2 separate regions of the Mus musculus genome follow, and region 1 is linked to region 2. The links are chromatin contacts, called in public Hi-C maps. All regions are on one chromosome and are shown on one strand. Each heading gives the region's core, a stretch centred on a gene start, on an enhancer-like site or on the middle of the called end of the contact. The rest is flanking DNA. Distances are from core to core; before and after follow the strand shown.

Evidence for each region. A called contact is a pair of places that touch in the nucleus more often than the background predicts.
Region 1: a contact with region 2 is called in a Hi-C map of cerebellum, with 3 times the contacts expected there. The contact joins the enhancer-like site here to the promoter of Adgrl3 in region 2. A contact is called at or near these places in 2 of 39 promoter capture datasets (hippocampal neurons and neutrophils), 4 of 484 Hi-C or Micro-C datasets (bone marrow-derived dendritic cells, cerebellum, cortical neurons and 1 more), 2 of 115 datasets of contacts at active chromatin or transcription factors (embryonic limb bud and neural progenitor cells) and 2 of 9 other capture datasets (adipose tissue and liver).

What each region holds. Positions count from the first base shown.
Region 1 is chr5:81,134,958-81,142,063 of GRCm38.p6, forward strand. All of the region lies in intron 2 of Adgrl3 (adhesion G protein-coupled receptor L3), which reads left to right. Among named protein-coding and RNA genes, the nearest start is that of Adgrl3, 120 kb to the left of the region's middle. Within about 2 kb of position 1,659, at least 4 of the 459 cell types and tissues checked have an H3K27ac peak or open chromatin away from gene starts, as enhancers often do. A contact at or near this core is called in cerebellum, where this site is marked.
Region 2 is chr5:81,017,654-81,024,301 of GRCm38.p6, forward strand. It overlaps Adgrl3 (adhesion G protein-coupled receptor L3), which reads left to right and starts at 3,099. Exons shown (of 27, transcript NM_001359828.1): 1 at 3,099-3,692.

The DNA.
Region 1 (7,106 bases), core at 409-2,908, 120 kb after region 2:
GTGACGTGCTATGTGGACAGAGAAGGTGAGGCAGAGCACAGAGGGCCAAAGGATAGTAAAGTGCTCCTAGTTCACTCGCTTGCGCACATTCTCTCTTTACAAAGCAAGTATGTATGGCTGGATGTCATCCATGAACCATTTCTCCCTCTCCTTTATGCAGAACAATATGGTTGGACAAAGCATCCCATCCCATCTCAGCTAGCACTCTGAACGGGGAGGAGACAAGGAGGCACACCAGAGCATGCAGACTCCACTTGGAGCAGAGGAGAGGGCCTCAGAAGCTCTTGTCATATTAACTCTTGCCCATTCTCTGCTATCCTTGAAAGATCTGTTTGAGTTAGGGCAACATGCTTTGTCTTCCTACGTCAGTGTGCTGAGGGCTTCTTTGAGGTAGGATTATTATTCTTAACCTGCTTGCTATTGCCAGCTTATTCTTAAGAGGTTAATTGACCTTGGCAGCTTAATGGCATCGGAAATTCAGAAGAAAATCAAACCATTAGTGAGGCAACAGCTACAAAAATAAATCCCGCAAAGCTTGTATATTAATTAATAATGGGAACTGTTTGGAATGAGAGCTTAATGGCAACATAAAATAGAAATTATTAAAAGGCACATGTAAAACCTAATGCCATAAGAAATTTGAAGATCCACCAGCCTTATAAAAGACAGCAAGCAGTGAGAGGGATAGAGAGCACACAGCCAGCTGATCTAGCTCCTTCATTTTTTGTGGAGCTTGAACAGCTAGTTCTATGAAACAGCACAGTGCTATGTTCTCTTTCTATTTTATTGTTCTTTTACTTAAACTACACTTCCAAAATACACTTCCAAAGTTCTTTGATTACATTTGGCCTTACATGTTCTTCCAAGACTGTCACTCCAAGTCAAGGGCTCCCTAGAAAATATAGTTACTAATATTATTTTTAATAAGAAAAAGTATAAAGTTTTAGATATTTCTCATCATTTATTGACTTTTCAAGATGGCTGAGAATATTAGGAAGAAGGAAATTTCATCTGTCTGTTGTGTTATTTAAATGGATTAGAACATAGTGTATTAAAAGATGGCTTTGTCTCCTGGAATGATATCTGACCCGTAATCCCAGGGAAGACTTCATTGACATCTTTTTAATCCCTTATCTGTTTATCGCCACCTAACTTTGGAGCTGCCATAGATTAAAAGTCAGTAGTTACCCCTGTCATGCACCTGGCATATCATCGGGTCATCTACTCATTGTTTCTGTGCAATCAATAGCCAGATGGGTGCTTCTATCAAAACATTTCCCCATTGTTCTTTATCATTAATCACGAATCACACTCAGATTTATTTAAGTAAAGTCCTTTCTGGATAAATCATGTATAGTGTCATAGTGACTTTACATAAGACTAGAAGCCTTATTTGTGCATTGAAAATGTTGGCAGCATGGGAAGAGAAGATGCTGACAATCCATTGGTTCAGATTTTTGGACATTACATAATCTCACTAGTGATCCAACAATAGATATCATGGGCATTCTACATAATAATATTTTTAAATGAAAGAGAGCTTTGGTTGTCCCATAAATCATCTTTCCAAGAAAACGAACTGTTCTTGCAGTTAGAATGGCAGATGGAACAGCTCTGTACCAGTGGGGGGCTGTTCTTTCCTGCCAAGGATATTGAGGAAAGAAGGAATTATGCTAATCTGTCTATTTTTCTCTGTTGCAATAGCTATATATATGTCTATATATATATATCCATATAGAGATACACACACACACACAATGTGCACTCATGGGGTGTGATTTTATTATTTTTTGGCCCTTGGCACATAGTTCCAATTGCACAGAATGCATATGCACTATTTTATATTTAAATACTATATGTGTAATACATTATTGTAAGGTCTCCTGCGTGTTGAAACTCATAAAAATCATGAGTTAAGGTATAGAAAATACTTCAGGTATTCTTTCTGGCTGCCCATTTTCTGAGATAATGTACAGATTATGAGAGTACTCATAAAAGCAGAGATATTTTAAGTCTTTGTAAAGCCAATAGTGAAAAAATAAAATGAACCAACTCAATATTATTCCCCATGTTAAGAACAAAGGATGAGAGGTGAGGCCATCCACAATACTGGCTTCTGATGGTTCTGTTCTATTTCCTGAGACACGCATACATGCACATGCACGAACATACAGACACACACATACACACATGCAATCCTGTCATGATAAAACACTAACTAAAAGCAGTTTGTAGAGGAAAAGAGTTTATTTCAACTTAAACTTCGAGGTCACAGTGCATCATGAGGGAAGTCAGAGCAAAAACTGAAAGCAAAACAGGGACTGGAAGCAGAGGCTATTGGGTAATGCTGGTTCCTGGATTCTCGATGCCTCATACTCTGGGTTTCTTATAGAGCCCAGGCCAACCCTGGCTTTCCTACCAGGCCTTACCTAAGCTGTAACACAGAATGGTTCACTGGTTTACACAGTGGGCTGAGTCCTCCTACATCAATTAGCAATGAAGACAGTGCCCACTGGCTAGTATGACCTTGACAATTTATCAACTGAGGTCCCTTCTAAAGTGTGTCTAGTTGACACCTGTGGAAGGTAACTAAGAAAAATGCTTGAAGGCCTGAGATGGGCATTGTAGCAACCATCTGTAATCTCAGCACCTGAGAGGCAGAAGCAGGATAAGCATCCTAAGGTGAATGCCAGCCTAGTCTATAGGAACTTCTGAGCTAGCCATAACTACATAGTGAGACTCTCTAAAAACAATCAGCCCACCAAGTAAAATTTCCAGACCCACGCAAAAGCAGCACCTATTTTACTTCTTTTAAGGACAATAAACAATATTGACCTTCCATGTTTCCCAAAGACCTGGCTTATTCCTGGGTATGTCAAGTGGTCTCAGGACACACAACTGTATCCTACTCTTAAAATAGTATATTTTATGAAAATTATTTAGCTTAGGTAATCACAAGGGTATTGAAAGGGCAAATTCAGATTAAAGGCTAACTTCTTTGAGTTTTTATTTCTAAAGAGAAGTGAAAAACTATAAGCCAACTCCTTAAAGTGACAACTTTCTAGGAAATCCTTTATCACACAGTCTTCTATCTCAGCAGGATATATATATATATGAAATTCTCATTTGCTTCTACATCTTGCCCCACTTCATAGGACTATAACTGAATCTAATTTCATTCCAAGTGCTTTTGGACCCGATACATAAAGTGTCCCTAAATATACTAGGCATATTATAAAAATAAACTTGGAAAGAAAGAATGTGCAGAATTCTTGACCAGAACATGATTGTGGATGGATATGTAGTATCTGAAATGTGATCTTCTACTATGATAGAGAAGCAATAGTAGAATATATAGATCTTAAGCAAGGATATTCTAATATGTCAAGTTTCTCTACTTTGTGATCTCTTCTTGAATGATGAACAATACTGTTAAGACACAAAACCAAATGTTTACATTTGTAGTTATTCAAGATATCTCAGGCCATGGTGTGCTGACAAATACAGGTTTTTCCAACTGAATGGTTTGTTTTCTCCTTCATCTGTACCGGGTCATTTGCTTGGCTACCTCTTCCCTAAACAAGGATTTGTAGAAATGATTCATTGTTCAAGGAGGCTTCAACACTGACAAAGAACTGGAAGACCAAGGTGTGCATAGAGGGCGAGCCTTCTCAGTTTTTAGATTTGGAGTTGGGTATGTGGCTCACACCTATACTCCCAACTCTCCAGTAGCAGATGCTGGATGACTGCTCCAAACTCAAGCCACCCTCTACAAGAAGACCAGGGAAAGTAGTCTGTCAGTATGTGGAATCTGCTAATGTGGTGACCAGTGACAATGTATTTTCTGCAGTTACTCTTCCTAATAAAAGCAAACAAACAAACAAAAACCTCGCATATTACACAGCAAATGGAGATACATGAAATACCAGCATTTGAGAGGCTGAGGCAGTAGGCTGGAAAATGTCTAGGTCATTTTAGGATAAGTAAGTAAGTAAATAAAAATAAATAAATGCTTGGCGTTTTGTGCTTTTGTTCTCAACAGCACTTTCAGCACACAATTATGTTCATGAAATGTTAAAAGTTTAGAAGAAAATTCAAAATGTGGAAATATAACACTATCTCACTCTAATAATTATTATCAGCTAATTAAAGCAGATAGCGTTGAGAATGCTTAAACACATTCTTATCATCAAAAGATCAGTAGTTAGGGTGATGAAATATGTTGAGGATGGTAAACAAGGATAATGCGATGCTACATATTTTTCCAATTCTATAAACAATGCAAAGAATGAACTCTTAGGAAATATGTCTGTCCCTCTCTCCAGGGAGGCCGCTAACAGGAGGATATGTGTGTGAAGTTTATTGTCTTTGATTCATCCTTGAATCTTCCACTTAGTTTTTTTTCTCTAGACTTAATCTATTCTTAAAGCATCCAGGAAAAGAAGGAGTAGAATTGGGTAAGGCAGTTTTGCAATTTACTTTTAGATCTCAACCTATTCTAGTGTTAATGTTTGTGATAGAAGGCCTTAGTCTAGATATTGTGTTTTCCATGTAGATATCCAGTTGGTCCAGTGCCATTGGCTAAACTAACTCTTTCTGCATCTCTTAATTACCTCTTAATTTTTGATTAGTAGCTGTCACTTGGAACCAGTGTTTTCTTCTTCTAGAAGTCTGAACATGTGTAGGAAATGATTTTTGGAAGTAACAATTAGGTGGGGAATGTTTTTGTAATCAAGTCAGTAGAGGTCACAGAGAAGTGAGATAGTCCCCTTCCATAGCACAGCTATCTTCACTCCTAATACCAAAAGTACTATGGTCAGGGAAATTCAATTTTTCTCATTCTCCATGCTTGCTTGATCCCTCCCTCCTCCCCTCTCTTCCTTCCTTTCTTTATTTCCTTTGCAATGAGAAAGGATCTGTATCCATTATTAGTTCACTCACTGGATACCTTTTAAATAATTACTATAACTTACAATCTTATTGATAATTGAAAGTATGGATATGGGTATAGTCTCTTGATGTAACATGATGTCTGAAGGGAAGACAACCAAGGAGAGGACATTTAAACTGAGATTTGAAGAAGATTTGGTAAAATGTTAAGAGTAGCATGTGACAGAGTGTGGAAAGGAACAGTGCTCAGAGAAAAGGGAAACACTCCCAGAGATATACCTAGTTCAGTTACTCAGAGAGGAATTTCTCAGCTTCTGCCCAAATTTGATTTTCTTTTTATTTTAAATTGAAAATATTTTTTCATATATTATATTCTGCATTGCTTTCTTATTCTTCCTCCAAAATTCTTCCTACCTTCCCACCCATTCAACTCTACTCCTTCATTCTCTTTCCCTCTCTTAAAACAAACAAGCAAATAAAACAAACAAACCAAAATCATAAAACGAACAACAAAAACAAAAAGCATGAGACACACACACACACGCACATGCACATACACACACCTCTTAAAAACACAAATTCAGAAAAAATGTAATATACAAGCAAAAGATCAGAATGGGGGTAAATTCATATGAGACAAGAAAAAAGACTTACAATTCAAAGCAATATGAACCAAAAAAAGGATGTCTCCAAAAATACCACTGACTTTGTTGTGAGTTGCTCATCTACTGCTGTGTGAAGGACCTGCCCTTATTGTTGTTTGTGTACCTGGTAAGACTTCACTGGAGAGAACTAAGGTTTTCATTCACATATCCTTGGACCTAGAACTCTTTATTGATTCTGAACTGATGCATCACACCATAGGTGATATTTGCATCTCTAACTATTTCTATGACAGGATTAATAAACAGCTTATAGCTGCTCAGGAGCTGCATGGATCAGTTAACCTCCAACTTAAATTAGCTGCTGATTCTGTGATTCTAGCCTTAGGATGTTATGCAAAGACTTTGAGTGATGTTCTCTTTTAAAAGACCAGAAGCAAAACCTATCAGTGGCCATGGGAAAAAGCAAAAGTGCAGGACCTGTGATTTCAGTGGAGAAGGTTCTACAGAGGAAGCAACCAAGCTGGTCTTGCTTTAAATCCTGGAAACTTACATTTAACCATACCTTTCATTTCTACCATAAAGCCCTGGAACCAATGAAAGTTAGACATCTATAGACATAACAATTAGCCACACTTGGATAAGGGTTTTTAAAAGTTGTTTTCTCAACACTCCAATAAAATCATTTTCACTTAAAGAACACTGTTTCTCCACAGTGCACTAAGTGACAGATGGATTTAGTTTGGTTCTGCCTTCCACTTTCTGGTGAGTTCTGCAAAGTTATTGTTAAGAAGTACCACGTACTGCCTTCCCAGCAACTGTACATTGAAGTACCATGATATGCCCTTACATCAATTGATATTTAAAAGAGATATTGTATAGTGTCCCAACAACACTGGGGCACTGATGACACCACAGCAAAGAACTGTGGCCAGGAAGTATGCTTCCATATAGGAAGACAGATTACAAAGTATTACAAATAATTTACTAAGAATAATTCCAGAGAGTGATCACCACAATGAGAATAATGCAGATTTTGTTTGTGTAAATGTACTTGAGACTGGTAGGAGTACATTCATCATATACTGTTAGTTTCAGATGGAATTATGAGGACAGAAAGCTATTTCCTGAAGTCAAAAGATATTGGTGTGTTTACTTTCTTCTTGAATATATTATAGTAGATCTATCTTTGTATATCATTCTAGTACAGTTTTGAATGGCACATATTGAACTGTGAAGTGCAATTGCAAATTAGTTGAGAGATAAATATACTATCAGTTTATCATAGTTATGGATTGGAAAATGAAAGAGAAAAGTTGAAAACCATCTTTCCTGAGGAGTCAGGAGAGTCTATAACAATTTCATTAACAGTATATCTTCTTAAATCTTGCATTCCTTGACAGTATGATTTAAGTACTAAAGATAAATTTGAAGATGTCATACACTATGAAAGTATTTGACATTCATCTAAACTCTGTGTGTGTGTTTTCTTTCTTCACTACATCTTAATAACAGCTCACATGAACTTAAGATATGAATTTTCTTTCTGGTTTTGCTAACTGGCTAAAATTTTAGCTTTTCAACATACCTGACCAGGAATACGATGTCACATCT
Region 2 (6,648 bases), core at 1,849-4,348:
TAGTCTTGGTGAAGCCCTTGTTTAAGTCACAAGTGAGTCCAGATGTCAATTTGTATTTACGTATCCAAGGGCGCTTATAAATGTCCTGTATTAAGGGAATAAAAGCAGCCATACTTGAGCCTATGAAAATCTACTTGGTCAGAACTCAGCCATTAAATCTCTTTGACTTTCTATTTCCCCCACTCCCAAATGAATTACTAGATACACAAAGAGCATATAATATATAGTATATTCTTTCCCAATATAGCTTGGAACTTACCTTTAAGAGAGCTCTTATAATCTGAGAAGATATAGTGACATGCAGCTAATTATTTGAAAAGAGACCAAAATAAGCAGGACAACATAGGCATTGTGGTAGAGGTACCATCACAGTGCTGTGTGAGCTAGTTAGCTGCTTAGTCACATTTTCGTTCCCCATGACAGCATGCCTATAAAAGTAACCTCATGGGAGGGAACGTTCATTTTGGCTTACAGTTTTGGAGGCCTCAGTCTAAGCCTAATTGTCTTTGTTGTTTTGATATTTACGATACAAAACAATACCTCTGATTGTATAACAAAACAAAGCTGTTCACCTCCGTGACTGGGATACAGGGTACTTGGTGGGAAGGTCCCTGGATCCTCTACAAGGTTCCATCTTCAAGGTTCTAACATCCTTAGAGCAAGCCAACCTCTTAAAAATTCTACTACCCCACAAAATCATCAGTAGCTGGAGACCAGCCTTTAACATAAAGTCCTTTGGTGGATACTTAGGATCCAAACTGTAGCAGAGAAGATAATGGCTATGGTGTGTGTAGCATATACCATATGTTACAAAGGCTTTTTCTCACCTTGGGATAGCTAAGAAAGGGGTTCTTTAGAAAATCTGGTGGGGGGGGAGGGTAGGGGGGACTTTTGGGATAGCATTGGAAATGTAATTGAGGAAAATACGTAATAAAAAAATAAAAAGAAAAAAAAGAAAATCTGGCATGTGAGTTGAGCTTTGAAGAATGAAAGAAATTCATTCTTGTGTCAGGGATGATCAGATAATTACGATGATGGTTAGCTTTACAGATCTGCTGGGGTTGTAGTTTCCAACTTGCAAATTCCCACAGGCCAGGAGATCATTATGACACTATACTGCCTCACTATACAGCCTCATTCAACTTGGGAGACCTGAATAGGAATGTGATGTACCTGTTGGTTTCATACAATAAATCCTAGTCACTAGACTATGCTTATATAGAAACTACATCCACAGTCCTTGAAGCGATAAAATGTTATAGGAGAGAAGCGGGGGGGGGGAGGGGGGGAGGAAGGAAGGAAGAAAGAAAGACATTTTTTAACAATTTCATTTACAAAAGCATCCCAAAGAGGTACAATTAGTTGATGAAGGTCACGTGGGCAAACTTTATCACAGCAGAAGGCATGGAGATAGAACCAAGACAGTTTTCTATATCCTTCATGGTAATTTTTATTGTAGTGAAATCAAAATCATTGAGTCTCTAGGTCCTATCTTTTCGTAGAAAGGTGTGCTTTCAATTTTGCAATGAACTTGTACATTGAGGTAAGTTTCAAGAAACATAAAATGGACTCAAAGCAGGCAATGCTTTAGAAGTCAGCACCCGCATAAAGAACACGTGGAGTAATCTGCACCTGAAAAAAAAAAAAAAGACACTGGCAGAACTCCCAGCCTGGTACCTCATTCACCTAGAGCAGAAGAGTGGGGGAGGAGGAGAACGGGAGGGAGGAAGGGAGAGTGAAGAGATTGAGTGGAGAGAGGGGGGGGGGCTAGAGATGAGTGGAAATGGAGAGCAGAGAAGAGAGAGAGAGAGAGAGAGAGAGAGAGAGAGAGAGAGAGAGAGAGAGAGAGAGAGAGAGAGAGAGAGATGCTCCTATCCAGGAGAGAGATACCCTTTGTCTGACAAACCCTGCAAGGGAAGCCTCCCTTAGCCGCCCCACGGTTCCCACCTCCAAGATTCTGCGGAGCGGCTAGGTGGAGCCCGCGCCCGCGGAGCCCTCGCGGACTCCAGATCCGGGTTTTGCCGGCCGCCCCTTTCCCGGCCTTGGAGCCCCCCTCCCTGGTCCTGGGAGCTCTCTCGCCCCGTCACCCCGCCAGAGGCTCACTCGGGCCTCGGCTGCGTTGGCCGCTGCGCTCACGCTGCCTGTCTGCGGGCGCGACCGCCCCCTCCGCCCGCTCGGCCCGCAGCGCTCGCTCCAGTTCCCAGGAGCGGGGATGCAGATGGCACGGCCGGGCCAGGAGGGCGACGCCGCCACCGCTGCCGCCGCCGCCGCTGCTGGCATCTCGCGGACTGCGCGCTGCCTCCGCTCCCGCAGCTGCTACTGCTGCTGCTGCCGCCGCCACCGCCTGTGACTCGCCCCCCCCCCTCCCCTTTCTTTCTTCTCGCTCTCTCTTTTATTTATTTATTTATTTCGTTGGCCTCAGTCTTCTCCCTCCGGGTGTGCGCGCGCGGGCTGCACGGTGTGCTGGGGCAGGAGCTCGCCCCTGTGTGTGCGCGCGAGGGGAAGAGCGTGTGCGTGTCTGGAGGGCGCCCCGAGCCTCAGTGGCTCCGGTGGGGAGTCCAGAAGAGAAAAAAATAAAATTAAATAAAATTAAAAAAAAAAAAAAAAGAGGACCGAAGCCGGCGGCCGAGGAGGAGGTTGGCGGTGACGGCATCGGCTCAGACCCCGGGCCGGGCGATGAAGCTCCCGCATGCCCGAAGCTACCCGGCCTGGCCGGCGAGCTGATAGGCGACCACCGGAGCTCGGGGCTCGCCCCCCGCGGCAGGCACGCAACCCTCGGCGACCCGGCGCCCGCTCTGCCCGCGCGTCCACGCCGTGCACCCGGCAAGGAGTTTGCGCGGCTCGCGCCTGGGCTCTCGGAGCGGGTTGCGGGCGGCAGAGCGGACCCTCTGCTGCCGGAGCACCTCGGGGGCAGCAGGAGGAGGACGGCGAGGAGGACTGGGCGGAGAAGCCACTACTGGTCCTCGCCGCTGCCCCTACCTATCCCCTCCCTCTCGCTCGGAGGCGGAAAGGGGAGGACGAGGAAGAAGAAGAAAAAGAAAGAGAAGGGGGGTGGGGTGGGAGAACTGGATATAAAGATCGGCTGCGGGGGGGGGGATGGTGGAAGATTTTTGGTCTCCTCAGCAGCTGCTTTTCTTGCGGCGGCGGCGGCGGCGGCGGCTGCAGGAGGAGGGAAAGCAGCTCTGGTTATGACTGCCGCATGTTAATAGCTCCCGCTTGGGTCCACCGGCTGCAGCGAGAGACACAGCCTGACTCCGAAGTTGTGCAACTGTGCCCTGAGAGAGACATTTGAACCCTCCTTCTCTTTGCTCCGCTTTTGCCCCCCTGGGGCGTGTGAAGCGAGGAAACGTAAAGGAAGACTAGCATTGGCTTTCCCGGCTTCCCCTTTCTCCATGGCTGTGTAGAAGAAGAAAGGAAAAGAGACACTTTTTGTTGTTTCTTTGACTGGGGTCTCCACCCTCCTGTCGTCTCTGCGGTTTGATCAGTCGTTGCTTGGTGTGACTGGGGTGTCTACAGTGGGACAGGTCCATCTTTTTTCTGTTTTCTTTTTCTTTCTTCTTCTTTTTTTATTTCTTCTTTTTTTGTGTGTGTGTGTGCCCCGGGGCTCAATGGATGGATTGTGGAAAACTGCACCGGGTTGCAGGTTGTTGAGCAACTGATGGGACCATCTCAGGGACCGGCGGTTACGAAAGGTAATTTATTCTTTGCACTCTTCATAATTGTGGTCGCCCTGGTCGGGCGCAGGCGGCGGCATCCGATGGGCTGGCAACCGAGGGGGTGCGGGGTTCACGTACACTCACCCTTCCACTCACACATTCGCCTTCGCACACTCGCCCTCATGCGCACACTCATCTGATCGTGATGCGGGGCGGGAAGGGAGCCTCCTGGCTGGTGGGCGCTGGGGTTTGGCATGGGTTCGAGGTTTTATCAGCTACTGGGCGATTAGGTGCCAGAGGGAGATATAGAGGAGAAGAGAACCAGCGCACTGTCAGTCGCACACGCCGGGTGACAAGAACGAATCCCACCCCGCGCATTTTCCCTGCCCTGTCACCCCAATGCCGTCCTTTAGTAGGGGCAGAAAGCAGCCAAGGGGGCGCCTTTTCTCCGCTAGTCTGGAGCAACACTGGACGTGGGAACGGGTTGGAGGACGAACAGGGACCGGGTGAGGAGCGCAGTTCGGGGTGATGGCGAATGTGTGGTGGTGAGCCTGGTTGATCCTCCCTAGACGCCTGCCTTGGAACATCCAAGGTGGCTGAGATTGCCCAGGTCGCGCCCCTGAGAAGTGGAATCGGGTTGCCTCCAAAAATCTCTCTTGAGTATCTTCCAGCCGGGCAGTTTGATTTCGACCTGAGTGCCTAGGCTTTGTTGAGCGATTTAGCTAGAGAAAGCTGGTCAGTTTCGTGAGTGTCACGGGGTTGAGCTGTGCCAGGAGTGAGCACCCAGTGTGGAGAGGATGTTCAATGGGTCGGGCGTCCGCGGCGCCGGGGTGCGGTGGGCAGAGCAGTGGTGGCCCTGGTGGCGGGTTACAGGTAGGCGAGCTTGCACCTGGGTGCTTCTCTTGGGAGATGGGCAGTCTCTGGGCTCAAGTGGAGCGCGAGGACCAGCACTGGACAGCCTCTGGTTCTAGCCCAGAGGAGGCTGCTGGGCATGCGGGATATCCAGCAATGCAGCCCACTGTTTGGAAGGGTAGTTGACCAGTGGTCGGCGTGCGTGGTATCTGTGTGTCTAGGATCCTGTGCGCTTAGGGTGGCGGGCAGACCTGTGCAGGGATAGGAGAGCTGAAGCTACTTAGGTCAAGCTTGTTCATAGAAATCGCTTGGGATCTGCTTAGCTGGAAAAGCTGGTTTGAGAAGGCCCAGAGGGCCCCCGGTGGGGTTGCGAGGAAGCCTGGCGGCAGGTTCCCTCTCCCCTAGAGATGCGTGCAATGTTTGGAGTTGCTGGTGCAGCGCTCCACCGTATCCCAGATTGGCCTTGATTAGACCTGCTAGAGCAGTCGCCTCTCGCAGATTTGCGGTAATCAAGTATAGCCCCCACAGAATCCTTGGTCTCCGGAATGATCTGGCCACATTCCTCGCCCGAACAGAAACGTGTGTTGCTTTTATCGATAGCCAGTGAGAGAGCAGTTGGGAGAACCGGAGGCTTGGGAGCCACCTCCCGAGTGTCTCCTCCCTGAGGCTCCCATGGCCCCAGACTGCAGTAGTTAGAGAACATTGTAAACAACAGTGTAAGCATCTTTGCCACTGTCTCCCTCAGAGCCGAACCTGCTGGTGGCTGTTGTGCTTACTTTCCTGGGTGGCTTACTCATTAGGAAGTGTAAGGCTGCTTGCACCTCTGATTTTACATCCTTGCAGCCAGCTGCCGGGGAAATGAGGAGACACATAGATTCTGGCAGGAAGGGAAAAAATGCCTTCTGTGTTTTGCTCCGAAGTAAATAGGAGGTCTGCTAATTTTAGAGTCATATGGTCTGTCTTCGCTAGTTAGAGAATGGTGTCGTAGAATCTGCAAGGAACCACTATAGTAATTTTTTTTTTTTTGCTTTTGCATTTGGACAGTCAGCTGCATTTGTCTATGAGATAACAGAGGTCAGGCAGCTCCCTAATTCATTTTTCAGTCTATAATGTACTCAGTGATCAGCAGTTCTCGCGCCCAATTTACCTGTATGCACATTACATGTAGAATTGCCCGTTGTTTTCCAGCCTCACGCAAAAGAGGATACCAGATCATTTGTGTAGGAAACAGGAGGATGTTTATGCTGAATTTCCTGTTAGCTTCGAGTTCTCTTCTGTTTTGCTTTGTGTTTTTCTCCCTTTAAGTAGTGAAGGGACGGGTAACAGATGTGCAGAGATAAACACTTCTTAATAAACTTAGGCTTGAAAGATAACTCTTTTTTTTTTGAAATGCAATAAGTAAAATACTTTGCACTACTGAGTCGTCTATTACTTCTGACTACTTTGATGTCTGTGCAAAATGGCTAGGTTCTAGTTTACTTTAAAAGAAAGAAAACACTTTGATTTAAGTGTAAGTTTTAAAGGTTCTGACCACAAAGGACAAGTACAGTATAATGAATTATTCACTCATGCCTAATTTTGATTAAATTATATTTTCTAAGACATTTATAGGAGATAAAGATATTTATAGAAGACAGTATACGTGACCACGACCCTTCTAAAACCACTTAGAATTATAGAATCTTGATTCCTATGTTTTTTTTTCCTTCTGATCTTTCTTGCGGCCAGGGGGGGGGGGGGTGTTGTGTGAAAGTTTCTTTACGTGGAACCATGTCTGAGGATTGTAGACTACTTCCTCTCCACTTTTGGCAGCTCTCACGGCAGTGATGTACAGTCTTTATCCTAGAAGATCCCGTCAGATCTGTTCTGTTTCCTAGCTGCATGTGTTCCGTTTCCTAGCAGTCATACATTCCACAGGTCCTGATGTCATTAGGCCTGCCTCTGTCAACTGGTTGCGCTGTCTTTAAGCAAAGGTGAATATGTCAAGAGCATTTGCATGCCATTCCTTTGTACTCTGTACTCGTCTCTCACTAAATAATCAGTAATCTGTCCCTCTGGAGTGTGCGGCCAAGTGGGCTCTTTTCCTTACTCAGGGAAGAGGCACGATGAGTACCAAGGTTTACGTGAACTATTGGATTTC